Linked DNA regions of Gossypium hirsutum: region 1 is linked to region 2. Evidence: chromatin contacts called from public Hi-C data. All regions are on one chromosome and are shown on one strand. Each heading gives the region's core, a stretch centred on a gene start, on an enhancer-like site or on the middle of the called end of the contact. The rest is flanking DNA. Distances are from core to core; before and after follow the strand shown.

Region 1 (4,544 bases), core at 299-2,798, 130 kb after region 2:
ATAAATGAACTATGAGAAATACAATTGGAATTTTGTAATATACAAAGAGATTAAAAACAGTCAGAGTGTTTAATTAATATTTAATAAATTGTTAAAAAATAAACAAGTAAGATAAAAAGATGTTTTTTTTTAAGATAAATGATAATTTCTAACTCTTGTAAATTTTTTGTAAAAATAAAACTTTACCACCACCAATATGTTAAATAAAAATCTTGAGATAAATTTTAAAAACACCAAAACGTTTAATTTGACTTGAATTTTCCATAGGTTTGAAATTCGAGAACATAATTTTAAAATTCTAACTATTAATTGTGTTTGTGATAAAGAGAAAGAGGGAGGGTAACTTGTAGCATAAAGACAGTACGGATATTTAATCAAGACTTTTTCATTTAATAAAGAAAAAAAGGGATCGGATTGCCCAGTTTTAAACTGTATGGTTAGAATTTATTAATTTATAAAATAAAAAAAAAAGGAACTTGTAAAAGTGAGCAAAGCAACCATTTCCAATAGAAGAAAGAGTGCGCAAGTAGTAGTATGGAGGAGTAGCAACAAATGAAAAGGAAAACAAAAAAGGCTAAACTCTAAAAGGGAAAGGGTGGGGGAGGCTGCCTTAATGGTCATTGCGCTCCAATAGTAAAGTCCCAACTTTTATTGTAGCTATAAACTTGTCAACATCATTGGAGTCAACACTCTTATTCCTACCACAAATTGCATGGAAGATATTTTTGGAAACAAAGAAAGGCCTTTCACCCCAAGTTTTTCAAATAAAATTCAATTGTTGAACTTTTAAAAAAGAAAATTAGTAGTAGACATGTATTATGTTTGAAGTGGAAGGACGACAAGCACATTGACTGAAAAAGAAAAGACCCCATATGGGTCCTTTCATTAGCAACCAGTAGGAGCTAAACAACTCCATAGTTTATAACCATAATAATAATTCGTATACTTACTGATACATCCAACTTGTATTGTTAGCATGAACTTTAAAAAAAAGAAAGATTAATGATGAAAAAGGGGTAAGTGAGAAGAATAAAAGGGTACCTGAGAGGAAGAATCTGATGTGGGTAAGGGGGCGCAGTGGCAGTTCTCAGATAAACCGTGAAAAGGAGAGGGAAAGTTGAAGTGAGGAATTTAGCAGGAAATGGAAAAACTTGGAAACTGTGGACTCCAAAAGTACTAAGAGAGAAGTGAAGTTACAAGAAAAGAAGAAGAAGACGTAGGCACGGATATGCTGACAACAGTTCCATCCCATCAAAAAAGAGAAGTGAATGAAAGACAGAGCAGAGAGGAAGAGGAAGAAAGCGAGAGGTGGTATATGAGGGAATTTATTGCTAGTAAAGAAGCGGGTAAGAAATGGATAATGTGTAATGGAGAGAGAGATGTAGGAATGAAATTAGTAAAAAAAAAAAAGAGATGCCGATGAAAAAGAAAGCGGGGTTCAACGTTGAGCTTTCCAATTCTCTTTCCTTCCTTTTTAGGCTTTAATGCCTCGAAACCAGTTTGGATTTTAAAATATAAAATAAATCCTCTATTTAAATAAAAAAGGAGTGGCCAGGAAGGGTATAGCGTACTTGCTTTCAACTTTTAAATACAGAAATCCAAAGAACGGTAGAAAGGGGAAGTTGGGAACCAAGGTTGTTAGTAGTTAGTAATCGGTACTAGTTAGCTATTGGTTTTAAGGTGTGTTTTGATTAGAGGTGTGCATGGGCCGGGCGGCCCGGCCCGAAGGGCCACTCAAAAAATGAGAGAGTTTAGGTAAAAATATAAGCCCGAAAAATGGGCTTGGACAAAAAACGAGGCCCGTTTAGAAAACGGCCCGGCCCGATTTTAATATTAAATTATTTTAAAATTTTTTATTTTTAATTTTAAATAACTTTAGTACTTTTACTTTACTTTTTTTGTTGTTTTGATGTTATTTTGATATTGTAAAACTTTTGTTATTAATATAATTTAATTCTTAATTTAGTTTTAATTTGTTTCAATTTTTCAATTTTAATATAAATACTTTTTATTATATTTTTAATTTATGTATTATTTTAATAATTATTTTAGTCCCATTATTTATTTATTTTTTGTTTTAATATTTGTTTTTATGTTTTAAATGTATTTAATTTATTATATTTTAAAGTTTTTTATTTAATAAAAAAAGCAAAAAAAAATTAATATGACCGGGCCGGGCCTACCATTTTTTTCTCAGGCCGGGCTTGGACAAATTTTTAGGCCCATATTTCGGGCAGGGCCGGGCCCAGGCCTTGAAAAAGGGCAAAAAATTTTTATGGGCCCGGCCCGACCCGGCCCATGCACACCTCTAGTTTTGATCTTTTATTTTTATTTTTATCAACATTTTTTTATATTTTTAGTTTTTTTTTTGTTTTTAAATTAAAAATTTAGCAATTAACTATCAAATTTATAAAATTTTGATAAAAATATTAAATATGTTTTTAGAAGATAATAATACATTCAAAAAAATATTTACTTCTTTGTAAAAAAAATGATGTAAAAGTTCGAATCCAGTTAAGAATAACACTAACTCAATCTAAATTTTAAATATTGATATAAATATAAATATACCTTAATTACATACATACAAAAATATTTATGTACAACCATATCTTTTGAAATTACTAATTAGGTTAAATATAGGAATAATTCTCAAAATTATACATGAACTATGATTTAGTATGTAATTTTATACATGAAATTTTGATTTGATCCAATTCTTGTAAATTATTAACACAATTATTGATACAACATCATTTTATATTTATATATTGCATGCATAAATAATTATATTTATCCAATATAAAAATAAATTGATGTATTTATTTCTTTAAATGTGTATGATTAAATCAAAATTAAAGTTTCAAGTATACATTTGAACCACAATTAAAATTTCACGTGTATAATTATACATTAAATTAAAATTTTTGTATAATTTTAAGATTTATCTCATTAAATATTTGAAATCTTTAATTTTTTAATGGTTTTGAATATGTAAATGCATGTAATACTTCGACTTGTATATTCTAATTATTATCTATATAGATTTTATAGTGGCTTTTGATATCATTTCACCAACATTTAATATTTCAATTTATTTTATTTTTGTGAATAACAAATTTCAATATCTGAATCTAGTGGTAAACTTTGAGACTAAGTTCAGGGGGCTTTAGGGCCCTTTGGATGGGCGGTGTGTTTACCTGCTATTAATATAAAAATAATGGTAGCGATGAAATTAAATACTGTAGTGTAAGATAAAAGAAAACTAGACGCACCGTACTGAAGATAAATGCCCATTCAAAGGGACCTTTAGTAAAATTTTCAAAAAATTTAAGAGTTGAATGAGAATTTTTTTAAAAAAAATTTGAATGCTTAATTAAAATTTTTAAATTTTTGTGAAATTAATAAGAATTTTTTAATATTTTAAGTGAGTATAATTAAAATTTTAAAAAAAATTCACTACAGGAAAATAGGGTTTTAGCGGCGTTTAGACCAAAAATGCCACAAAGATTATGCATTAGCTGCGTTTGCAACAAAATGCCACAAAAAACTGAGCAATAGCGGCGTTTTTGTTCCAAACGCAACTAAAAACTGAGCAATAGCGACGTTTCTGGTCCAAACACCACTAAAAACTGAGTTATATCGGCCTTTTTGGTCCAAACGCTGCTTAAAACTTAGAAATGGCGACGTTTTTGTCCAAACGCCACTAAAAACTAGGCAATAGCGGTGTTTTTGTTACAAACGCCGCAAAAATTTGATCTATAGCAGTGTTTTTTGTCCAAACGCTGCAAAAAGTTGAGTAGCCATTTTCGAGTACGATAACCGACACTCATTTCGATTTGATCCTATTTAATTTTCATATTATTTTCTTATTTTTGTTTTGAATTTGATTTTATTTTCATATTTGAAACTGACTTTATAAAAAATATAAACTACACCATTTACTTAGCTATGAGAAAGTTTCATTTTAGTTACATTATTATGAAAAGTTACAAATTGATAACTAAACTATTTAGAAGTTTTCATTTAAGTTACCAAGCTGTTAAAATCGACATTGTATGGCTTTCTCTAAACCCTTAAACCTTAAACATTAAACTCTAAACCCTAAATTTTAAAAACATAAACCTTAAACACTGATACATAAACCCCAAACACTAAACCCCCCAAAAAATTCATATGGATGTTGATGTGTATATACATAGATATTAATGTAAAAGCTTATGTTTATAATAAATTGTGGAAGCAATACTTAATATTGATTAAATTTATTTTTGGGTTTAGGGTTTAATATGTAAGGTTTAAGGTTTATGGTTTAGGTTTTTATGGTTTAAGGTTTAATGGTCATCATGTTAAGTTTAGGGTTTAGGGTTTGTTATTTTGGGCTTAGGGTTTAGTTTTTAAAATTTTATTGTTTGGGGTTTAAAGTATTAGTGTTTAGAGTATTATGGTTTTAGGTAAGGAATTTTGATAAAAACGAGAAAAAAATCAAATTATTTTAGGCTTTAAATAAGCAATAAGAATCTTGAGGTTTATGATTACGGATT
Region 2 (3,993 bases), core at 678-3,177:
TGAGATACAACATAGTAAAATTAAGCTAATTCAAGTGCAAAAGATTGCCAATAATTTGATATCATGATGAACCACCTATACAACTTATAAGCAACGTCACAACGTTCAACCTCAAGCTTAATTTATCTTAAGAGTTAGATCCAAAGCTCAACAAACTGAAACAGTCTGCTCCAAAATTTGACAAACCAAAAACCTTATTAGTGTTCCTATTCCATTACTTGTCAAAGAAACCCACCAACCAGCAGTATATCACATTTCAAACTAGCTATTCCTATACCATCAAATGTTACTGCAAAAATAATAAAGATAACTACTTCATTATGGTTCAAACCATCAAAGTGAAGAGAACATGGAAATGCAATACACCAAACTCGTTATGAACCTAATTAATTCATCTTAAACATAGTTTCACCGTTAAACAGACTTTTCCTGTATCATTAGCATTTGATTGATTGCATAAAAGGTTCTCAAGAAGCACGCATTGAAGATCAAGGAATAAAGTAAAATCAAAACTGGAGAAATTGGCAAGTATATTTTGCTCCACAGTAGAAAACAACTTACTGGAAAACAATCTAATCTAAATATTCCAACTATAAAATGCAGGAGGGGTCCTGCCAATCATGTTATTTCAACTAATAAAATGTTCATCTACCTCTTGTTTTAAGGATAATAAAAAAACCAACTGAAAGAAAGTCGTCATAGAATCTGTATCTCCACTTTTCGACCACTGATCAGCAAATTCTATTCGACAAGGGTTTGGTGATCACCTCTCAAAATAAAATTCATCACTTCATGTAGTCTAAAACATGGTATCACCATTCATAGTAGAACATCCAATGCTAAAATTTAGCAGAAGAGCTGAATGACCATTCTAACAAATCATATTCATCGATAAAAAATTAAAGAGACAAATTGGGAGTAAGGGATTTAATTTTAATGACTAGAAAAGGTAACTTGGGGATTATAAGGTTTTAATTCACCATGATCTATTTAGTATCTTTTATTCATTCAACTATAGTATCTCAAATCAGAATAAAAGAACTTAGATTAAAACAGAGACAAAAAAGCCAACACCCAGAAAACAGACAATCAGTAAAAGAAAACAAATTTATCTCAAACATGAAAATTCCCATAGCCCAATCATCGATTTTTTAATAAGAAAAAAAGTAATTAAATTAAGTAAAAGAAACAATTTACCAGGAATATCCTTTCGAGGCGAAGGAGGGGGGGCCATGGCGTAACAAAGAATAGAACGACCTAACATGGAAATCACGGAAACAATCCCAGCAACGTAAAATACCATGAACAAGCCAATAACCCAAGGCATCAACAAGAAACCTATAAAGAAAGTAACCGATCCACACAACATCAACGAAACCGATATCCCTAGCATCAGCCAAGCGTATCCCGCCGGAGATATCGTCGTCGTCGACAAGTATTGGGGGTGAGACCTCCACCCCGGCACCGGAGATTCGTCGGCGAAAGGTATCGGCGGCGATCGTATAAGATTCAGAACCAGCGCCGACAGCTCGTGGAAAACCCTTGATTGCTGATCCTGATGTCGATGATTTTCCTCTTGTCTTCTCATCATTCTTTTTCTCAGGCAAAATCCAATTGAAAATTGGAAGATGAAAAATTTCCTAAACCCTATTATCCGAAGAAAAAATTAAAAAGATTTTGAGATATTTTTTCTAAAAACGAGGCGAATGGATAAACCCAGGGACAGTTATCAAAACCACAGTTTGATTGGAGAATAATTAACAACTAGAGAGTTCGGATAGCCAAACAATTGTTTGTTTCTCTGGAAATTATAGAGGGAAAGTGAAAAAGGAAGAGACGCGGCGGTGCTTTTATTCCGATTAATTGGAATTTTCGTAAACCAAAAACAAAATAAATAGAACAGTAAACAACTCTTTTTGGATGACAAGTAATCATGAGCGCGTGTATTGAAATTGCTTTTATGGATGAGAGCAGACGTGGAAATCTTAGGTGGGGACAGCTGACGTAAGCCTTATCCTTTTATTTTGAAGCTTGAGTTTAGCTGTTCCTGCTTTCATATCGATTATGCGCGTGGGCGTTGCTAATTTGATTGCATTATTTTCTTTGAGGATATATCATTTCTTTTTTCTACATTGTATATATATATTCTCGAACTAAACTTTTAAATCAAAAATAATATCTTCTTTTATTTCCCTCAATTTTTTTTCTTCAATCTTATATATATTTTTAGTAGATAAAACAAAGCTTAGAAAATTAAATTATATTGATTAGTTTGAACAACTCTTTAGACTTATCATTAATAAGGTTTTCAATTAAATTGGAAGGGATTTTTGCTATCACATTGATACCCTCTAAATCACTTTAGACCATTTTTATAATTTAATTTGTAATCTAATTAGTTTCCCTAGGAACATATGATACCACTTAATACTCATTATTCTTTAGCAATTGATGAATACGTCTTACTAGTGATGACGTCGAAAAATTTGAATTTCTAATATGCAAACTATAAACCATCTTTAAACTATCAGATTAAATCAAAATCTTGTTTAAACCTCAGTTTTGTAAAAATATCAACCAACTTAAAATATTTCATAGTTTAACGTCAAAAATTGAACAAGTGCCCAAACAACAATTATAACCCACAACTCATTCCCCCAAGTGATTTCGCTGTTGAAAAGTCAATTAAGGGGGTGTTGAAAAGTCAAAAATGGGAGGTGCAATTGGCACCGAAAGAAAAAGTGATAGGCAAGTTGTTTAAAGTTGAATGGGATAATTGCAATTTTGGTCCCTAATTTTTTAGGCCATTTGCAAGTTGGTCCCTGAACCTCAACTATAAATAGGCCTAATCATTTTTCATTTCAACCATCCCAACCAATCTTTCTCTCTTAGTTTTCTGTCTTCTCCCATTTGAGAATTCTTAAGGAATTCTATTTGTTTGTAATATTTTGAAGATAGTAAAGTTATCATCTGGTGTTAGTGCCCGAGGACGTAGGTATAATTTATCGAACCTCGTTAAAACTCTTGTGTTCTTTCTTGTCCTATTTTTCTTTCAATATTTGAGGGTATAATAGTAGTATTTAATTGTGCTATTAAATTACTATAGAAGGGATATTCTGACTAAGGAAAGACTTGGTATTTAAGAGATCCATGTGATCCACCTCTCGTCCTTGGGAATTAAACTTTGTGTGATTTTTTAGTACAATAATTTACACGCTTCCGACCCTATTGGAATAACAAGTGGTATCAGAGCCGAAGGTTAATCGTAGTATGCTCTGTGGTTGCAGTTTAAACTGATCTTCCACATCAGAAAAGATTTCCTTAGGTATATTGAAAGATTATGGAGAAAACGGTCGGTGTAGGAGCTTCAACATCGTCCATGTGGACAAGACCAATAATTGCAAATGCAAGATTGGCCGTAGAGATCTTTGATGGCACGGGCCATTTTGGTATGTGGCAAAGTGAGGTTCTAGATGCCCTTTTTCAACAAGGTCTAGACATTGCCATTGATGAAGAGAAACCAGATGATGTACAGGAGAAAGATTGGAAGGCGATCAATCGGTTGGCATGTGGCACAATTCGATCATGCCTTTCTCGAGAGCAGAGGTATGCTTTTTCAAAGGAAACTTCTGCAAATAAGTTGTGGGTGACACTTGAAGAAATTTTTTTGAAGAAAAACAGTCAAAATAAGCTCCACTTGAAGAAAAGACTGTTTCGCTTCACTTACGTCCCAAGTACCACAATGAATGATCACATCACCAAATTTAATCAGTTAGTCACTGATTTGCTAAATACGGATGAGACATTCAAAGATGAAGATTTGGCTTTGATGCTGTTGGGGTCACTTTCTGAGGAGTTTGAGTTCCTAGAAACTACTCTACTTCATGGTAGGAGTGATATATCTCTGAGCGAAGTCTGTGCGGCCTTATACAGTTATGAACAGAGAAAGAAGGATAAACAGAAAAACTTAATCAAAGATACAGAAGCTTTAGT

Evidence for each region. Hi-C and Micro-C count contacts between places; a contact is called where the count stands out from the background.
Region 1: a contact with region 2 is called in a Hi-C map of leaf, with 2.6 times the contacts expected there. The contact joins the promoter of LOC107934496 here to the promoter of LOC107934512 in region 2. A contact is called at or near these places in 2 of 34 Hi-C or Micro-C datasets (leaf and petal).

What each region holds. Positions count from the first base shown.
Region 1 is chrA12:91,534,775-91,539,318 of Gossypium_hirsutum_v2.1, forward strand. LOC107934496 (squamosa promoter-binding-like protein 16) reads right to left here and starts at 1,549. Exons shown (of 4, transcript XM_016866940.2): 1 at 1,042-1,549.
Region 2 is chrA12:91,404,890-91,408,882 of Gossypium_hirsutum_v2.1, forward strand. LOC107934512 reads right to left here and starts at 1,928. Exons shown (of 2, transcript XM_016866957.2): 1 at 1,198-1,928. The coding sequence starts at 1,591.